2 separate regions of the Mus musculus genome follow, and region 2 is linked to region 1. The links are chromatin contacts, called in public Hi-C maps. All regions are on one chromosome and are shown on one strand. Each heading gives the region's core, a stretch centred on a gene start, on an enhancer-like site or on the middle of the called end of the contact. The rest is flanking DNA. Distances are from core to core; before and after follow the strand shown.

Region 1 (4,589 bases), core at 1,273-3,772:
TAAGGTTTTCTAGAATGTCCAGTAGTGTGTGTGGAGTTATCCAATGGAGTTTTTCTGAGTACCTTACACTGTCAGAGCCTAGATAGTTCCACAGTAGCTGTCTGCTGGCTGAAGACTTGGGCAAATCAATGCTCAGTCCAGGAAGAGGTAGCCTCAGGACTACATGGACCAATATGGCAAATGCAGTTCAAAACTGAAAGCTAGAATTGTGCTGGAGATATGGTGGTACATTTCCACACTAAAAGACTGGAGAATAAAAGGACACGGAGAATAGGATATGTGAAATTGGACTGAGCTACTGGAGCAGGATCCCCGGGTAATATAGGAAAGGCTCTCCTGCCATCGGTTCTTGGTGCTGTAGCTTTTTCTTCATTTTCTTTTCAGTTGTTAGAATTTCATATGAGAACTGCATTCATATCATTTCCACTCCTGTCTCCCTTCTTCAACTCCTCTTTGTGCCCCACCCCATCCCCTAGGAAGGTATTTATTTATTTATTTATTTATTTATTTATTTATTATTCCATCTGTGGTGGTTGCTAGCCTCTTAGAGTAGAGTAGAGTAGGCCTTGTTTGCACAGTCCAAATATCCACCTATCAACAGCCTAGCACTATAGCATCATCGCCTACATGCACAGATACAGCATCATGGCCACACCCAGAAATATGCTTTGTTAGTTCTCTCAGTAGAGTTTAATCCAGCAAGACAAAAGCTAGAACTCATTACCACACCTCTCCATTGCTTATGATCCATTATCCTCTTGGGAAAACATCTAAATTTGGAGCTAAAGAATAATTAGTCATCAAAGAGGTTTATTCAGATTCTTCTTCTTTTTGTGACAAGAAAATCCCAACTAACACAAAAAATCATAACTATTCTCTGACACATTGGCAGAAGTTCCTGAGCAAATGTCCATTCAGAAACCTAGAGGGACAAGACCATCCACAGTTACATATAAGATCACTGAACTGGACCAGCAACACGGGAACTATTATTCAGAACACACACACACACACACACACACTGTCAAGTTGCTGCTAGTGGCCTATTTTCTGACTATGAACTGGTTTTAAGAAAGAGTCTTGCAGAGTCTTTGTTCTGTGGACTTTACTTTCAGAACATATATTGAGTTCTTCTCATAGTGACTCTTCAGAAAGGTTTCCTGGTCCTAGCAGGAAGGCAGAGAAGAGAGTATCACTCTAAGGAGAGTCTACCACTGCCATGTGCCAGAGCTCTAATGAAAGGCATTTTTATCACTCCATAAGTGTTCTTCCCTTAAGGGAAGGAAAAAAAATAGATTTACAAGAAGAAAGACCTGTGAAGGTCACAGTCCATGGACATGGTAGCATTAAAAGAGTGAGGTTAATTGGCAGATTATACAGTTCTTTCCCTTTCCATCTTTCAATTACAGTACATATCCAATTTAATATTGGTGGATTACAGAGTTGTAAGACTCTATAAGGAAATGAACTTAGGGATATTTGGAGTCAAGTGCAGAGGCAAAAATAAGGACAATTGAAGACTTGGAAGCTTCCATTTCATTTAGCAAACAGCACAAAGCTCCACCACTAGCCAGGGTGACGGGGGCCTCACACTGCAGATCTACTCACTTCCCTTCTTATCAAGCATAAAACATCCAGCTTCATAAACACACAAATGACATATGAAGCAGCAAGAAAAATCTAACGTGAAGTGTCAAGGAAAACATCAGAGCCAGACTGGAGTAACATGAAATTGAAATTATACAGAGTAGATTAAATGCCTATGATTGACTTACAGCATCTTCCATGCAGAAAAATTAGGCAGCCTGCAAGAGGAGTTGTGGGAAGAAAAGTCCTCTGTAAAGGACTGAAATAAAGTGGAAGAGTTTGAAAAGTATTTTCTCATAAAAGAAACCTTTTGATGAGCTCAACAGATGATGCAAGAATGAATGAACTCAAATATGAGTCTCTGTGTGTGTGTGTAATCTTCAATCTTTACATATCTGTGTGCTTTAAATGTAACATATATATATATATATATATATATATATATATATATATATATATATATATATCATAAGCCAGAACATCAAAGAACTGCAAAACATTTTTCCTTTATTCTACTTTAGGGTCTTCCTATATGTATACCACCTGCTAGCTTTGAACTTAGTATTGTTTTGCTCTCTGAGCACTAGGATTATAGCCATGATACTTAGCTCACAAATCTCCAAAGATAAATTAATGACAGGCACAAAGCCTCAGGTCCACTAATATCCAAACATATCTACTGAATAAATGAAATATACTTCCACCGAAGTTTAACATACTTATAAATCTACAGCAAAATAAAATCTTGAATCTGGAAGAAGGAAACATTCTTCTTATGGAAAAATAAGTGTAGAAATTACATTGGCATTTCATGTAGAAAGTATAAAGGAAGAAGGAAGTGGAAAATACGATGTTAAAATTTAACCTCAGAAGAAAATAAGCCACCAATCTAAAATGTAAGTGCCGAGTGACAGGATATTACATGATCATCATGTGAATAAGTGAAATATATCAGGAAATGTCATGGGAAGTAAATCATGAGCTCATTAAGACATCTATGCAGGATATTAAAAGAACAAAATTATTTGAAAGTAGACATATTAAGAAAAATAAATGTCAGAAAAATATATATTCAAAAGTACTATATCTAAAGAGGCAAAAAATAGTACCTAGAAAATTGATATTAACCAATTCAACTAAAATCACAGCAGAAAACAAAGCAGCTTCTATCAATAAATATACAACTTTAAATAATCACATTTGATACTAATCCAAGTATATCTGTAACAACTATAAATGCAAGTGAACTATAACATCAATTAAAAAGTAGATGTCAAAGCAGGCATCAAAGGCTGCATGCCATTTTAAAAAATATAATTTAAATATAGCTGCTCTGATGGGTTCAAATGTGAGAATAGAGAAAGATGTACCATGTTAACACATATAAAAAAATAAAGGTTTATTAATAATGAATTAACTATTAAATTTGGAGACAGCCAACATCAAAGTTCTTGTAAGATATAAGATATCACTAACAATATGAGAAAGATATTAATTCTACAAATGCATGTAAGAATTCCACATGGTGTTTTACTTTATGCTTTTTAAACTTTGTGTTGATTATTTGTGAGTTCCTCCCCACACCCAGTGCACCCCAGTCCCACTCATCTTTCTATCCCCACATATCCACTCTTTCAACCACCCTCCAAATTAAACACACACACACACACACACACACACACACACACACACACACACAGAGAGAGAGAGAGAGAGAGAGAGAGAGAGAGAGAGAGAGAGAGAGAGAGAGAGAGAGTGAGAGAGAGAGCGTAGAAAAACATCTTATGGTGGAAACAGTAGTATGTTACGTTGTGTCCCACAGTACACTCCTCTGTCCACACAGCTTCACTTGAAAATGTTCATTGTGATGATCCTTGCTCTGTTTGGGGTCTCTTGCTTCTGTGATGCCATCAATATTGGATCTTCATCCAGACTCCTCCAAGTTGTCCTGTCGTTGCCCTGTGTCATGCAAATCACGCAACTTTGGATCAGCAGGAATGACCTTTTAACATGTCCCAATTGTTGGCAGGTACTATAGATTTGAGGGTGGGTCAACTTGGAGCCCTGGATGTGGGCCTGGATGGTAGCTGAGCTGCAGCAGCTCGCTCTCCCTTATCTGTGGCATTGGTGCAAGCTCTCCAGCACTATGCCAGCCAGGCCACCCAAAGCTGCCATAAGCAGGAAGCAAGGTCAATTTTCCTCCTGTCATGTCTTCAGCAATGACTCATCTGCATCTCCCCAGCCATCTCCACTGTGCTTCCCAGTCAAGGCACAGGGCCCACTCTCCCAAGTGAGCAGCCCACCGCGGGGGGGGGGGGCAGGGGGGCAGCTTTCCCTCTATCATACCTTCTGGGCTAGCTTATTGGTACCTTCCACCACCCCCTTCAATCAGGACAAGTTCCTGTCCAGACCAGGTGCAGTGCCCCTTCTCCTAAGTGCTGCAGCCTGTAAGGGACATGAGCAGCTTATCTGCTCTCATGACCCTGGGGCCAATTCTCCTGACTGTAGCTGGTGTTGAAAGATGAAGGACAAGAGGCAGGGAGGGCTTCACCCAGCCCCCAGTCACTTCACAGAGATGCTTTATGGTGCCAGCTCCCCGAAGTTTTTGCTGTGGGGCTGGCTCAACTGTACCCCCACCACCATGATCAGCTTTGTTGTGCTGTCCAGGCAAGGTACAGGTCTGCTCTCCCAAGTGCTTCAGCTCATGGGGGCATGGATAGCTCTCCCATGCTCATGACCCTGTGGGCAGCTTTTCTGACTGTAGGGGGGGGGGTAGCCTGTCATGGCTGCATCCATGCCATCACACAGCTAAAGAGTGACAGGGCCAACTCTCCTGAATCCTGCCACATATGAGATGCAGAACAAGCTCCCCAGAGCACTGCACCCAGTAGAGGGCAAGGACTGTTTAGTGCATCTGCTGGACATCTAGGTGGTCCCAGTAGCTTCTCTGACCGAGGGTATCCCCTTGTTCTCTAGTGATAATAGCAGCTACGGATGTGAAT
Region 2 (4,744 bases), core at 1,805-4,304, 770 kb after region 1:
CCATGAGGGCCTCTCGTCAGGGTTGTGGGGTGCCTTTTTGTAGTACCAGAGCCAGGTGGTTTCCCACAGAGCTACAGTGCCTTTTTATGACTTAGTTTCAGAAGATGCATGGCATTATTTCCTCCATGATTTTCATCTTGCACAGGTTAATCCTAGTTTAGTGACGGAGACTAAAACAAAGACTGTTGAAAGCCAGGTCAGTGATATGAACACAAAAGGATTACTACCCATGTTATCCTATAACAGCATCTGCTCAGGCTCAATGCTAAGGTATAAATGTCTAGAGGTCCAGGTACAGATGAGAATCACCCCTGGTAGTTCTACAAACGATTCTCAGATAGGATTCCTTTCCATGGAGATGAATATGCCTTTCACATAGACAGCAATATGGACTCACAGAACAAGCGTGAGATGATCACTACAGTCTCTTTAATGGCAGCAGAAATAAACAATCAGTGCACAGAGATCACTGATCCATAACAGCTCCAAAAGGTGACTGGGCACAAGTTGCTAGTTCCCTGATTTACTTTCAGTCCAACTTCTACCTGGGAAGATTTTTCCATAGCTGCTGTCACGTACCCCTAGACTCCAACTTTGTAGTCATCTCCCCAATTCAAAGTCTCAATTTGTAGGTTGGGTGAGAATTAAAGAGTTACAAGTTTCCCCCAAATCATGTTGGCTTAGAAGAACAGTATTTATCCTCACTTGTGTTTTTCCTTGAAGTGCAAGATTTTAGAGTAGGCCAGTTGGGCAATCCTATCCCAAAAGTATCCAGGAAAGTGTAGTCTGATGTCCTTAAGATTAAAAGAACCCAAGAGCTTGACAAAAACTGGGGAGATGTACTCCAGTGGTAATTCATTGTCATAGATGTCCAGAAAATTCTCCACCATAGAAGCTTCTAGGTGGGACAGCTGAATCATCTATGGGGACTGGCTTTCCCCGGGCCAACCCAAGAGAGCAAATTGAAAAGCACAGTACATTTTATGACTTCATGTTGGCAGTCATGCATGGCCCTTTTATTGTGTTTTGTTTCTCACACACAGTTCCTCATTCCCCTGAAAGGAAACAGAGAGAGCCCTAAGCCCAGAGGATCACCAGACATGACTGTCAAGATTTCCTTCCAAAAGAGAAAATTTAATAAGTGTTTTCCTAAATTAGATTATAATTGTACATTTATATTTTATGTTATAAACAGGCTGCTAAATCAAATTCTATACATGACCTCCAGGAACTTCAGAGAAGACAAGAGAGTTTAACTCCTAATCAAATATAATGCAAAAGAGTTTGAACAAAGGTACCTTACAAGATCCATTTCCCTGAAGAGGCTGACCACCTAGACAGAAGTCACAAGGTTAGCTGACTTAGGAACTTAGCAGGATTTGGGGTCTATTTGCCCCAATGTTTACAAGTCAAATTTGGTGTTCCCACCAAGAAATAATTCATCTTCCAGGGACAGAGTTACATTAACCAAGTTTCCAAACACTGGTGTATAAAAACTGCAATACTCAGTTTTTGTTTATTTAAAATGAAATTTGGGGCAGGGATATAGCCAAATGGGTAGATGGTGGCAGTGATGGTGATGATAGTGATGATGACAGAGGTGATGGCAGTGATGGTGATGGTGACAGTGATGATGATAACCTGAAGCTCACTCCTCTAACAAGTATAAATGCTACTGAAAAGGGTGGGTTTTTGTTTGCTAAACATGGAACCACACACAGTTATGGATTTTACTGTACTGCTGCCATTATGCTCTCAGAGCTGTGTACTTTCATCTTCATGGAGACAGACAAAGACTCAAATCACCCTAAACAGAGCTTCCACAGAGAACACTGGTGTTCCTTCTTTTCTCAGTTCTTTCTCCCTAGGCTATTTCCATATTTCCTATTGAAATTCAGTGTCTTTCAATGTATTAAAAGAAATTTTATGGCAATTGTTCACTAGAATTAACATTGTTTTGTTTGGTTTTGTCATACCAACCTTCCTTAAGGCTGGCAAGTTACCTATAATAGTTGGCTTAAAAAGTAAGTAATGAATCTAACCAGGGATGGGACCGAGATGATTTAAACCTCAAGGTTACTCCATTACAGTCTGAGTTAGGAGAAAATGACACCATCATTTTAAGAATTTACTGGATGAAAAGATCACTCCAGAGATAAAATGTTTGCCTTATGAACGTAAAGACTTTTTTTATCTTAAGAGCCCACATTTAAAAAGCTGGGCATGTGGCCTACAACTGTAATTTTGGTGCTGGAGAAGCAGAAATAGTCAAATCCTTTGCAAGTTGGCCAACCCAACCCACTTTTCAAGTTACAGAGCACTGAGAGACTCTGTCTCAAAAAAAACAATGTGAGACCTGTAAGATGCCCTCACAAGTACAGACACTTGTCACCAAGCCTGAAGCCATGAATTCAATCTCCAGTCTCTAAAACCTACATGGCAGAAGGAGAAAAGAACTGCATCTTGTTCTCTTGATTCCATATATGTGCCATGCATGCCAATAAACAGATACACACACAGACAGAAGGAGGTGAGAGAGAGACAGAGACAGACAGACAGACTGAGAGAGGGAGGGAGATACACAGAAAGAGGCAGAGAGAAACACAGAGAGAAAATAAATAAAGTAATTTTAAAGCGTAATAAAAATATAACAAAGTGGGCAGTGTCAGGGGACAGACAGAATTGTTCTCCAGTCTCCACATGCTTGGGTATGTAGTGTGAATGCATGCGCACACACACAACACATGCACCTTCACACACATGAACATGCACACACACAGAAACACAGACACTGGGATTGTGGCTTAAGACAAACATGAATATTTCTAAAGTGATTCATTATATTGTTCATAATCTAATTCTTGGAGTTCCTGCCCTGTACTCTGTCTTTAAGCAAGCAGTTGCAGTTCAGCCAGTAGTCATTGCTATGTGCTCCAGTTTTTAGTTTGAACTTGGAGGGAGGCACACATTTTCTTCTGTTGTACTGGATTACATAATGGCTCGATGTACTAACTTTAGTGACAGAAACCATAAAATTGGCCCCACGTCAGAAAGTTCTCCTTTTCCACTTCACTGGCTGACTCAAGGCGGAACCACTTAGCCCAGGGGTCTTTTGTGAGTTTGCTGCTCCACTCTGAAAGTCACCTACCTCTCGGGCTTAAGAGCTGCATCGTTTTGTGGATTTTTCTGCTAGAAATCAGACAACCAATGGCACTCTTTCATCTGGTTTCTAACCAGGGTTTGTAGCCATCTAATTCACAAAATCTGGAGTTTCCATTCATGTCATTTGGCTTCCCTTTCGCTTCCTCATTGAATGTCAACCATAAGCTTTCCCTGGCCTTACACGTTTATGAGAGTTCTGGCATCTCTCAGACATTCAATATAATTGGTGTTAAAATTATAAAATCGTAGCTCTTTTAAAACAACATTTAAGAGTGTGATCTTTAAAATAAATGTATGCTTAAATCTGTCCCCATTTGGCCTTTCCACCTTTGCAATTACATTCTTTTCCTCCTTCAACATAATACTTTTATATTTTGAATAGGAACAAAAATAACAATGTGGTTATGTACACAGACTGAGACCACCAGAAATTACTGTGAAAATTATACAAGCTGGCCTAGCATCCATTGACAAGACACTCAGATTTTCAAGCCTCTGTGTACTGTTTCATCTTAGAAAATGTCCCTAGAGTTTGTTTACCTGGATACTCGTTCTATTCTTCCTCAGTTTGAAGGTGCATTCTAAGGTTTCTCTGTAGAGATATTAAGTTCCCTGCTTGTTTCCAGGGCACAATACTCAACCCAAGGACTTCTGAGAATTGCCTAGAATCAGAATCAAGATACAATCACTCTCTGCCCCCTTCTATATTTGGAATACACTGAAGCTCTGTTACGTGTTCATCTACAGTCACTTAGGTAGAAATCAGCTGCATGACCATACCTCAACATTCCCCAGCTGTTAAGATGGCCACCAAAATCCGACAACAAAACACTCACTCTATGATGAGGTCAGCTGTAATTTCAGAGGAAATTTCCCCAGGATAAGAAAGGAACCACACAATATAGAAAACTTTGAAGAATGGTGGCATCCTTTATGGTAAATTACAATTTTAGAAGTCCATTAAACAATAAAATTTTAAAATTCAGTAGCACATTTCTCCTAGACTACCTTAATGAGAAAGTCTCCTCTACCATAAGGGCTAAACTTCCATGATGAACTTTGCCAAACACTGGCTGGCTGAGATTCACTGTCAATCTCTTTCAGCCCTCATTGACTAATGAAAGATATCCCATCATAAGCTTCATCACTGTGGGGGTTTGAATATGGTTGGCCCAGGGAATGGCACTATTAGGAGGTTGGCCTTGTTAAAGTAGGTGTAGCCTTGTTAGAAGACATATGTCACTATAGGGGTCAACATTGAGACCCTCCTCCAACCTACGTGGAAGTAAATCTTCTCCTGTTTGTCTTTGGAACAAGTTGTAGAACTCTCAGCTCCTCAAGCACAAAGCCTGCCTGGATGCTGCCACACTTCATGCTATCATGATAATGGACTGAATCTCTGAACCTATAATTCAGTCTCAATTAAATGTTGTCGTTCATAAGACTTTCCTTGGACATGTTGTCCCTTCACAGCAATGAAACCCTAACTAAGACAATCATCAAATCTATTTTGGATATTTCATAAGATTTCCAGGAGGAACTAGGGACTCATTCATACTCAGACAACTGTTTATAACTACCC

Evidence for each region. A called contact is a pair of places that touch in the nucleus more often than the background predicts.
Region 2: a contact with region 1 is called in a Hi-C map of bone marrow-derived macrophages, with 12 read pairs. The contact joins two enhancer-like sites. A contact is called at or near these places in 2 of 484 Hi-C or Micro-C datasets (the C10 cell line and bone marrow-derived macrophages).

The regions. Positions count from the first base shown.
Region 1 is chr10:16,646,054-16,650,642 of GRCm38.p6, forward strand. No RefSeq gene overlaps it. Among named protein-coding and RNA genes, the nearest start is that of Gm20125, 450 kb to the right of the region's middle. Within about 2 kb of position 2,523, at least 1 of the 459 cell types and tissues checked has an H3K27ac peak or open chromatin away from gene starts, as enhancers often do. A contact at or near this core is called in bone marrow-derived macrophages, where this site is marked.
Region 2 is chr10:17,415,322-17,420,065 of GRCm38.p6, forward strand. No RefSeq gene overlaps it. Among named protein-coding and RNA genes, the nearest start is that of Gm32656, 240 kb to the right of the region's middle. Within about 2 kb of position 3,055, at least 61 of the 459 cell types and tissues checked have an H3K27ac peak or open chromatin away from gene starts, as enhancers often do. A contact at or near this core is called in bone marrow-derived macrophages, where this site is marked.